Regions from separate parts of the Anas platyrhynchos genome. Here region 2 is linked to region 1. Evidence: chromatin contacts called from public Hi-C data. All regions are on one chromosome and are shown on one strand. The core of a region is the stretch at or near the end of the contact, and the rest is flanking DNA. Distances in the headings are between cores, read along the strand shown. Region 1 holds the start of MKX (mohawk homeobox). Region 2 overlaps ODAD2 (outer dynein arm docking complex subunit 2).

Region 1 (3,495 bases), core at 302-2,801:
AGCACGGAGCTCCTCGCACCCCAACCCTGGCAGGTGCCCCAGAGCCCCCTGGCCCCTAAACCTGGCCCCACTTTGGGGTATGGGGGACCCCTGGTGCTCCCATCAGTCCTCGGGGAGCCGGCTGTGGGCTGCAGCATGCGGCCAGCAGCCATTGACTTACTTTTCCGTGCGTGGTGGGGTAAGTAACCTTAATTAAAACCATGAAGCCCGCAGTTTGTATCACATTCGCGATGTTAAACAAGCTCTGGAAATAGAAACCCTGTTTTCATTTAAGCTTTTCAACTGTGATCTAAGTAATAAAATATGGAGGGGGCGGGCGCGTGTGAGATTTACATGTGATGATTTGGGAGATCTCGCTGCTTTAGAGGCTTGTAAGGCGCCGCGGTGCCAACTGCTCCTGCTGCTGCCTCGCCGCGCTTGGCAGCGCCTGCCCCGCGCAGGCTTTTGGTTTTTTCCAGAGCCGCTTTCCAAATGCTGATTCCTGCCCTCGGCTCTTGCTGCTGCTGCGATTTATTCTGGGTGCGGGTGGGGACGTGCCAGGCCCTCAGCAACCTGCTGCCCTGGCTGCCTGCTCCTCGAGGACAGCCAGGTGCCCTGCACCTCCGCTCAGCGTGGGAGCTCCAGCAGGGCACACACCGGAGGGAATTTCTTTAACTGAACAGTTCCCACGTAGGAGACCCCTTTGCTGCCTTGGCACTGGGGAGAATTAGAGTAAAGGGGTGCTGCTGTCCGTGCTGCCCCCAGCCCGATGGGGCTTGCTGCAGGCAGACCCAGCTCACCCGCTGTATGCGTGGGGAGGCGGCTGTGGGTTTTTTTCCTGCAGGACAGGTGTCTACACCCAAAGGTGTCCAGAGGGAAGTGGAAAGGAGCATCTTGCCGCCGAGGTTCTCCCCTCCTTCTTCTTCCCAAGTCACCACACAGGCAGTGGGCATCCCTCCTGCCACGGCAGGCAGGCAGGAGGAGGGACGAAAGGGAAGATAACGGGCCAAGGACTGGCGTGGGGCTGCAGGTGGCTGAGATCACCTTCCCATTTCGCTGGCCGGAGCTCTCGGGAGCTCGGTGTCGATGAAGCCTCTCAGTTTCTCAGTCCTCTCACTGTAATGTAATTATAACAAACCTTCCCAGGTCAGAAACGGTTCAGCCAGGCACAGTAATAACCAGAACGGTGTGGTTTGCAGCAAGCAGCTAGGCACTTCAGCACAGACCAGGAGGCACTCACGTCCCTGTGTCCCTGTTTGTCCCCCAAAGGCTGTTCCCAAGCACTCCGACCAGGGCACCCACTGCAGGGGGGGCTTTGCCCTAAAGCCCCGTGTGCTCCTGTGGTCCCTGCCACCCTGTTCTCATCCCTTCTCCTGGCTGGGGGCCCGGCAGCCGGGTGATTTTTCGACGGGGCGTCCCCAGCACGTCGCCTCTCCCAGCTTCCCTCTCGGTGAAAGGCTGTGGGGTCGGGGCCGGCGACCCCCGTGCCGGGCTGCCCCTTTCCTCGGAGGATCCCTTCCAAGACACGCGGGGCTGCGTGACGTCATGGCCGTGACGTCATGCGGCCGTGACGTCACGCTCCCTCCCGAAAGCCGGTGCCCGGCATCGGCAGCCTCTGAATGGCATCCTCGGGAGCGTTGCCCGGGGACAGCTTTTTCGGGTTTCTGCGCACGGGAACCGACACGTTAAAGCCGGCGGGGGGTACGGGGGATGTGGGGGGCGTGGGGAGGAGCGGGGGGGCCGTAGCACACCCGTGGGAGCGGGCCGGGGGCGCACGCAGGGCCAGCATCGCCTCCCGGCGGGGGCGCGCCGAGGATGCTACAGGGAGCGGGGCGCCGCCCGGCTCGGGCTGTAAGCCTTGTAAGGCGGGGGGGGGACAAAAGGAGGGGGGAAAGAGGAGCTGGGGGGGATGTTTCCTGGTGCGGTCTCATTAAATACCGGCGTTAATGAGCGGCGCGGGGCTGCGCCCTCCGCCGCGTCCGCTGTGCCCCGACGGGGTCCCCGCTGTGGGTAGCGGGACCCCCCCGTGTCCTCCGCCGCCCCCCCGGGCTCCCAGCGCCCCGCATCGCACTGCCCCCCGACGGTGGGGTCCGTGCCCTTCCCGGGGCTTTCGGGGTGCCCTGGCCGGCGGTGTCCCCCCCCCCAAAAAAAACCTCCCCCCTCGGGAGGGGAGCGGCGGTCCCGGCGATGTGAGTGGCTCTGCGCGGCGGCTGCGCCTCCGGGCGCCGGCTCTGCGCATTTGGTGGTCGTTAAAAACAATTTGTTTCCCTCCCCGTTTGGGGAGGGGGGAAGGAGAAAATCATTCCGGGGGAGGGGAGGGGAAGGGAAAGGGAAAAAAAAAAAAAAAAAAAAAAAAAAGGAGGGAGAGAGAGAGAGAGAGAGAGGGAGGAAAGCACCAAACCCAACAGAGAAGCCGCGCTCCCAACTATTGCGACACGGAGCGAGGAGCGCGGCGGAGGCTGGCGGCGAGGTGCGAGGGGGAGCGGGCCGGGGGTTTTGGGGGTTTCGGGGGGGGCTTGGGGGCGGGCAGGGTTTGCGGGCAGCCCCCCGGGGGTGGGCAGGCGGCTGCCGGTGCCTCGGCGCTGCCCCCCCGGCGGGCTGCTGTCGGCGCTCGGTCGCTGCTGCCCGGTGACCGCCGCCGCCTGCCCGCAGCGCACAGCGAGCCCCCGCACCTCGGAGCCGGCGGCGGCCCCCAGCCCCCCCCCCACCATGAACACCATCGTCTTCAGCAAGCTGAGCGGCCAGGTGCTCTTCGAGGAGGACGCCAAGGAGCGGGAGAGGGGCGGCCGGCCCTACGTGGGGGTGGTGGAGGGCCCGCACCACGCCGAGGTGCTGCTCCCCGACAGCCCGTCCATCAAGGAGAGCCTCAGCCTGCGCAACCGGCGGACGGGGTACGTGCGTGTGTGTGTGCTGTGTGTGCTGTGTGTGCTGTGTGTGTTGTGTGTGCTGTGTGTGCCAGTGCCCGGCGCTCGGCTCCGCTGTAGGACCGCCAGGTGGTCCCTAGGAGGGCTCCCCGCGCCCCAAAGCCGTCCTCCCCGCGACTCGCATCCCGCTGATGCCGGGACCGGGCGGTGCAGACGCGTCCCGACTGGGGGCATCTCGCCGCACAGAGCTCCTGTCTGCGTGTATTTAGCCTCCCTCCTTCCCTCTGGCTCGGGCAAAACCAGAAGGGGGGCACCGCGTTTATTTTCCTGTTTATTCACACCCCCCCAAGCAGACGCGCGGGGCTCCCCTTTGGCGAAAGCGGCGCGGGCTGAGACCCGCGGGGCTGGACGGGACGGGACGGGACGGGACGGGACGGGACCAGGAGAGCCCCGGCAGCCGCTTCGGGGCCGGCCGCGACCCCCGCACTTGTTCCGCGGTGCCCGCAGCGCCCGGAGCCGGGCTGGGGCTGGGAATGGAGCTGGAGCTGGAGCTGGGGCTGTGCGCGCACTGCGCTCCCCTCGCCACCCGCCGCGGCGATGCTGGGAACGGGTTCGTGCAAAAAACACCTGAGGCTGAGCCGTCTGCGGCTGT
Region 2 (3,495 bases), core at 431-2,930, 73 kb before region 1:
GCAGCAGTTTTCCAGGCTTACAGTAACTTTTCTTTCTCTTCTTTGAATCATCTCCATTTTTTCACTTTCCTTCTAGAACTGTAAAAAAGAAAATTGGACACACAATACTGGTAGTAGCACAAGTGCCTAAAAGGAGGTAATGCCTATATTCCTATTCAGTATATTCACTTATCTACCCAAAATATCATAAAATATCACTTCAATCAAATGATACACTGTAATCTCAAATTCTTATTCAACATCACAAGTCTTTTTACATGCCCTGGTTTCCTGTATAGAACTCCTACACTGGGGTATATCCTGTTTTCATTATTTGTAAGAGTATGACCTTGAATTTGGACGTGAAAGAGACTGGTTTGGGGCAGATGGTAAGTCAGAGTGGCCCAATATCCTGACTGCAACAGGAAGGGAGACAGGATAATCACAATGGAAGTTTTCTGTGGTTAAAGCTCTTCTCATGCACTCTAGATAGCCTAACCTCTGATTTCCATAAATGTGGGAAACTTCACTGCATAACGTGTAGTAGTGTGAAGCTCTGCTTGTATTCTACCAAGGAAGAAGAAACCCAGACCAATAAATGAATGCACAGGGTAGAGTAGGAACAGGGCAAACATGAGTATAACACTCCTCCAACCCCTACCCATTTTTAGCTCAGGGAATTGGAAACTGAGTGAGATATTTATGGTTTTACTGACCTTCAGTGGATTACTTTTCATGAACTCATTGAGTCTCTTCTTAAACTCATAAAAACTTTCAGCTTTCATAGAATCCTTTCACAGCTAGTTCCACTTGGAACCATTTTATTTTATTACTTTTTTTTTCATGAACCTACACCTTTTTTTTTTTTTTAACTTCCCATTATTAAAAGAGTTTATATCTGTATTTAAAGAGACATTTAACATTTAGTTCCTATTTATCCTGCTCAATGCCATTCCTAACATTGCAGGCCTCTTATCATATCCCTTCGCTTATCCTTCTAGACTGAAAAAACCTTGCATTATCTTTGCTGTTTTCTCTGAAATATTTCCGATGCTACAGTAATCTTGAAATTGAGGCTGCAGAAATGAAAAAAAGTTTTTAAGGTGCATGTGTAGCATGGGTTTAAACAGTGTTATAGTGACATTCTCTGTTCACATTTTTTTTTTCCCAAGTCCTAATATTCTGTTTGGTTTTTGATTGTCATCTCACATAATCACAAGATATAACATCTAATTTTGAATGGTTGTTTGAAAACTCATCATTTCATCTGTTGATTTAGGATTGTTTTTTGTTGTTTTGTTTTGTTTTTCTGATGTGCATCAGTTCTCATTTTCTCATTTGCTATTTTATTGCCATCTTAGCCTTAGTAGATTCTTTAGCAGTTTGTCACAACTGGACCTAAATGGCTTGGTTTAAGTAGTAGCATAGTATCATCAGCAAACTTTGTTGTGTAACTAGTCCTTTTGTTTTCCAGAGTGTTTATGAGTATGTCAAATTTCACAACTTCAACACATATCCATGGAACTCCACTAAATCAGTCCTCTTCATTGAACTGACCATTTACTCTTATTCCCAGTTTCCTATCCTTTAGTCATTCTTTTTAATCTATGCAATGACCTTCAGTCGTATAATATAGTGGCCTAGTTTCTATGAAAGCTATCAGGGGTTTGTCTAAAGATTTATGTAGACATATCAACTAGTTAAACTTATCAGCTAGACTGGCATTGCCACAAACTTTGCAAGTTTTGTAAGGCAGGACTTCTTTTAACAGATCTATGCTGACTCTTAAATATATCATACTGTACCAAGAATGTCATATTTAGGCAGATGTCTTTTAATTCTGTTCATTATTACAGTCTACTCTTTTTTCCAGTACAGATATTTGGCTAACAGTCCTTGGATAACTACTGAACTCTTTTAAAAAACATTTGTTGTTTCCTGGTACTTCGGTGATCAGGTAGTTTCAAGTGACCGGATATGTACCATTTGTACTCGATCAACTATTTTACCCTCAGTTTTCTTTATAACTCAATTGAATGCTCTCTAGTAGTGGCATTTTTTTTTATTGTTTACTATGTCAGGATTTCTTTAATAACTTTTTCAACAGTAACTTCAGTTTCAGGCAAATCTTCTGAAATGTCCTCCACGAGGAATGATTCCAGTTTGGAGTCTCTTTGATTTCTTCTATAGTAAACACCAATGCAAAGAATGCAGATAGCTTCTCTGAAATGTCTGTATCTTCACCGTGTGTTCTTTTGATATGTGCTCATACCAAAACTTCTAATACGTGACTATCTAATTTACTTGTCCATTCACAGCAGGCAGTATTAGTCATAAATCATCTGTGCTATTCATTCTCACCTTGATCTATATGTCATTTGCAGACTTTATTAATAATTCCATTTCTTATTATGTCTATGTCATTTGACAATATAGAATAAAAAATAATCTAACAAGTTTCTCCTTTAGTATAAGTTTTACTACTAGTAGTAGAAAAGATTAGGTTTTATATTAAATGCACTTTATATATGTTAAATATTTGCTTTTTTTTAGGGAGGTAATCCAACAGCTACAGTAATTGCATTGTGTTCAATGAGAGATTTCAATCTGGCTCAAGAAACATGCCAGCTGGCCATCAGAGACATTGGGTGTCTTGAAGTGTTAATTAATTTACTTGATACAGAAGAAATTAAATGCCAGGTAAGAAGCTTTGTTGAAAAGAGCTGTGAATATACCTTTTCTATTAGCATATGTTTTCAATTTTAATGGTTATATAGGATGAAGAAAACTGTTTTTTTTTTCTTTTTTTTTTTCTGTATTTTCTCAATTGCAAGGACTTATTAGATGAAAATCAGTTTCAATGATTTTCAATTGCTTTCTTCTGATTTGATTTAAAAGTTAAAATGTTCTGTGTAACCCTTCATTTTATAGATTTTTCTGCTTATGTACTCTTAAATAATGTTTAATGTCTGTTATCTTCCATTATTTAGATTGGTTCATTAAAAATCCTGAAGGAAATTAGTCAAAATACATTGATCAGACATGCAATTGCAGATCTTGGGGGCTTAGAGATCATGGTGAAAATATTGGACTCGCCGGATAAAGAACTAAAATGTTTGGCAGCTGAAACAATTGCTAATGTTGCTAGATTTAAACGAGCACGAAGGACAGTAAGGCTTCATGGAGGAATCAAGAGATTGGTAAGTATATTTTTTCCCAAAGTGTCATTTTTTGCATACATGAGTCTTCAGATAGTATGTGCCATCATTAAAAAGCAGCTTAATGAGCTTGCTATGACACATATTTGTAGACAAATAAAAAAAGTTTTGTTTTGTTTTGTTTTTTTTTTTTTTTTTTTTTTTTTAGGTTGGATTGTTGGCATGTACTTCAGTAAGATCAACTGGTCTAACACCATCTCAGGCAAAAGATACTGAAATAGCACGCTGTGGGGCTTTAGCACTCTGGAGCTGCAGCAAAAGTACCAAAAACAAAGAAGCAATCCGTAAAGCTGGAGGC

The links. A called contact is a pair of places that touch in the nucleus more often than the background predicts.
Region 2: a Hi-C map of small yellow follicle shows a contact between it and region 1, with 2.3 times the contacts expected there. The contact joins the enhancer-like site here to the promoter of MKX in region 1. A contact is called at or near these places in 2 of 8 Hi-C or Micro-C datasets (F5 follicle and small yellow follicle).

Annotation. Positions count from the first base shown.
Region 1 is chr2:142,847,000-142,850,494 of IASCAAS_PekinDuck_T2T, reverse strand. It overlaps MKX (mohawk homeobox), which reads left to right and starts at 1,551. Exons shown (of 7, transcript XM_038175083.2): 1 at 1,551-1,680; 2 at 2,632-2,870. The coding sequence starts at 2,689.
Region 2 is chr2:142,919,751-142,923,245 of IASCAAS_PekinDuck_T2T, reverse strand. ODAD2 (outer dynein arm docking complex subunit 2) reads left to right here. Exons shown (of 21, transcript XM_072033726.1): 11 at 2,533-2,679; 12 at 2,970-3,179; 13 at 3,346-3,495. Among named protein-coding and RNA genes, the nearest start is that of ODAD2, 33 kb to the left of the region's middle. Within about 2 kb of position 1,680, at least 2 of the 8 cell types and tissues checked have an H3K27ac peak or open chromatin away from gene starts, as enhancers often do. A contact at or near this core is called in F5 follicle and small yellow follicle, where this site is marked.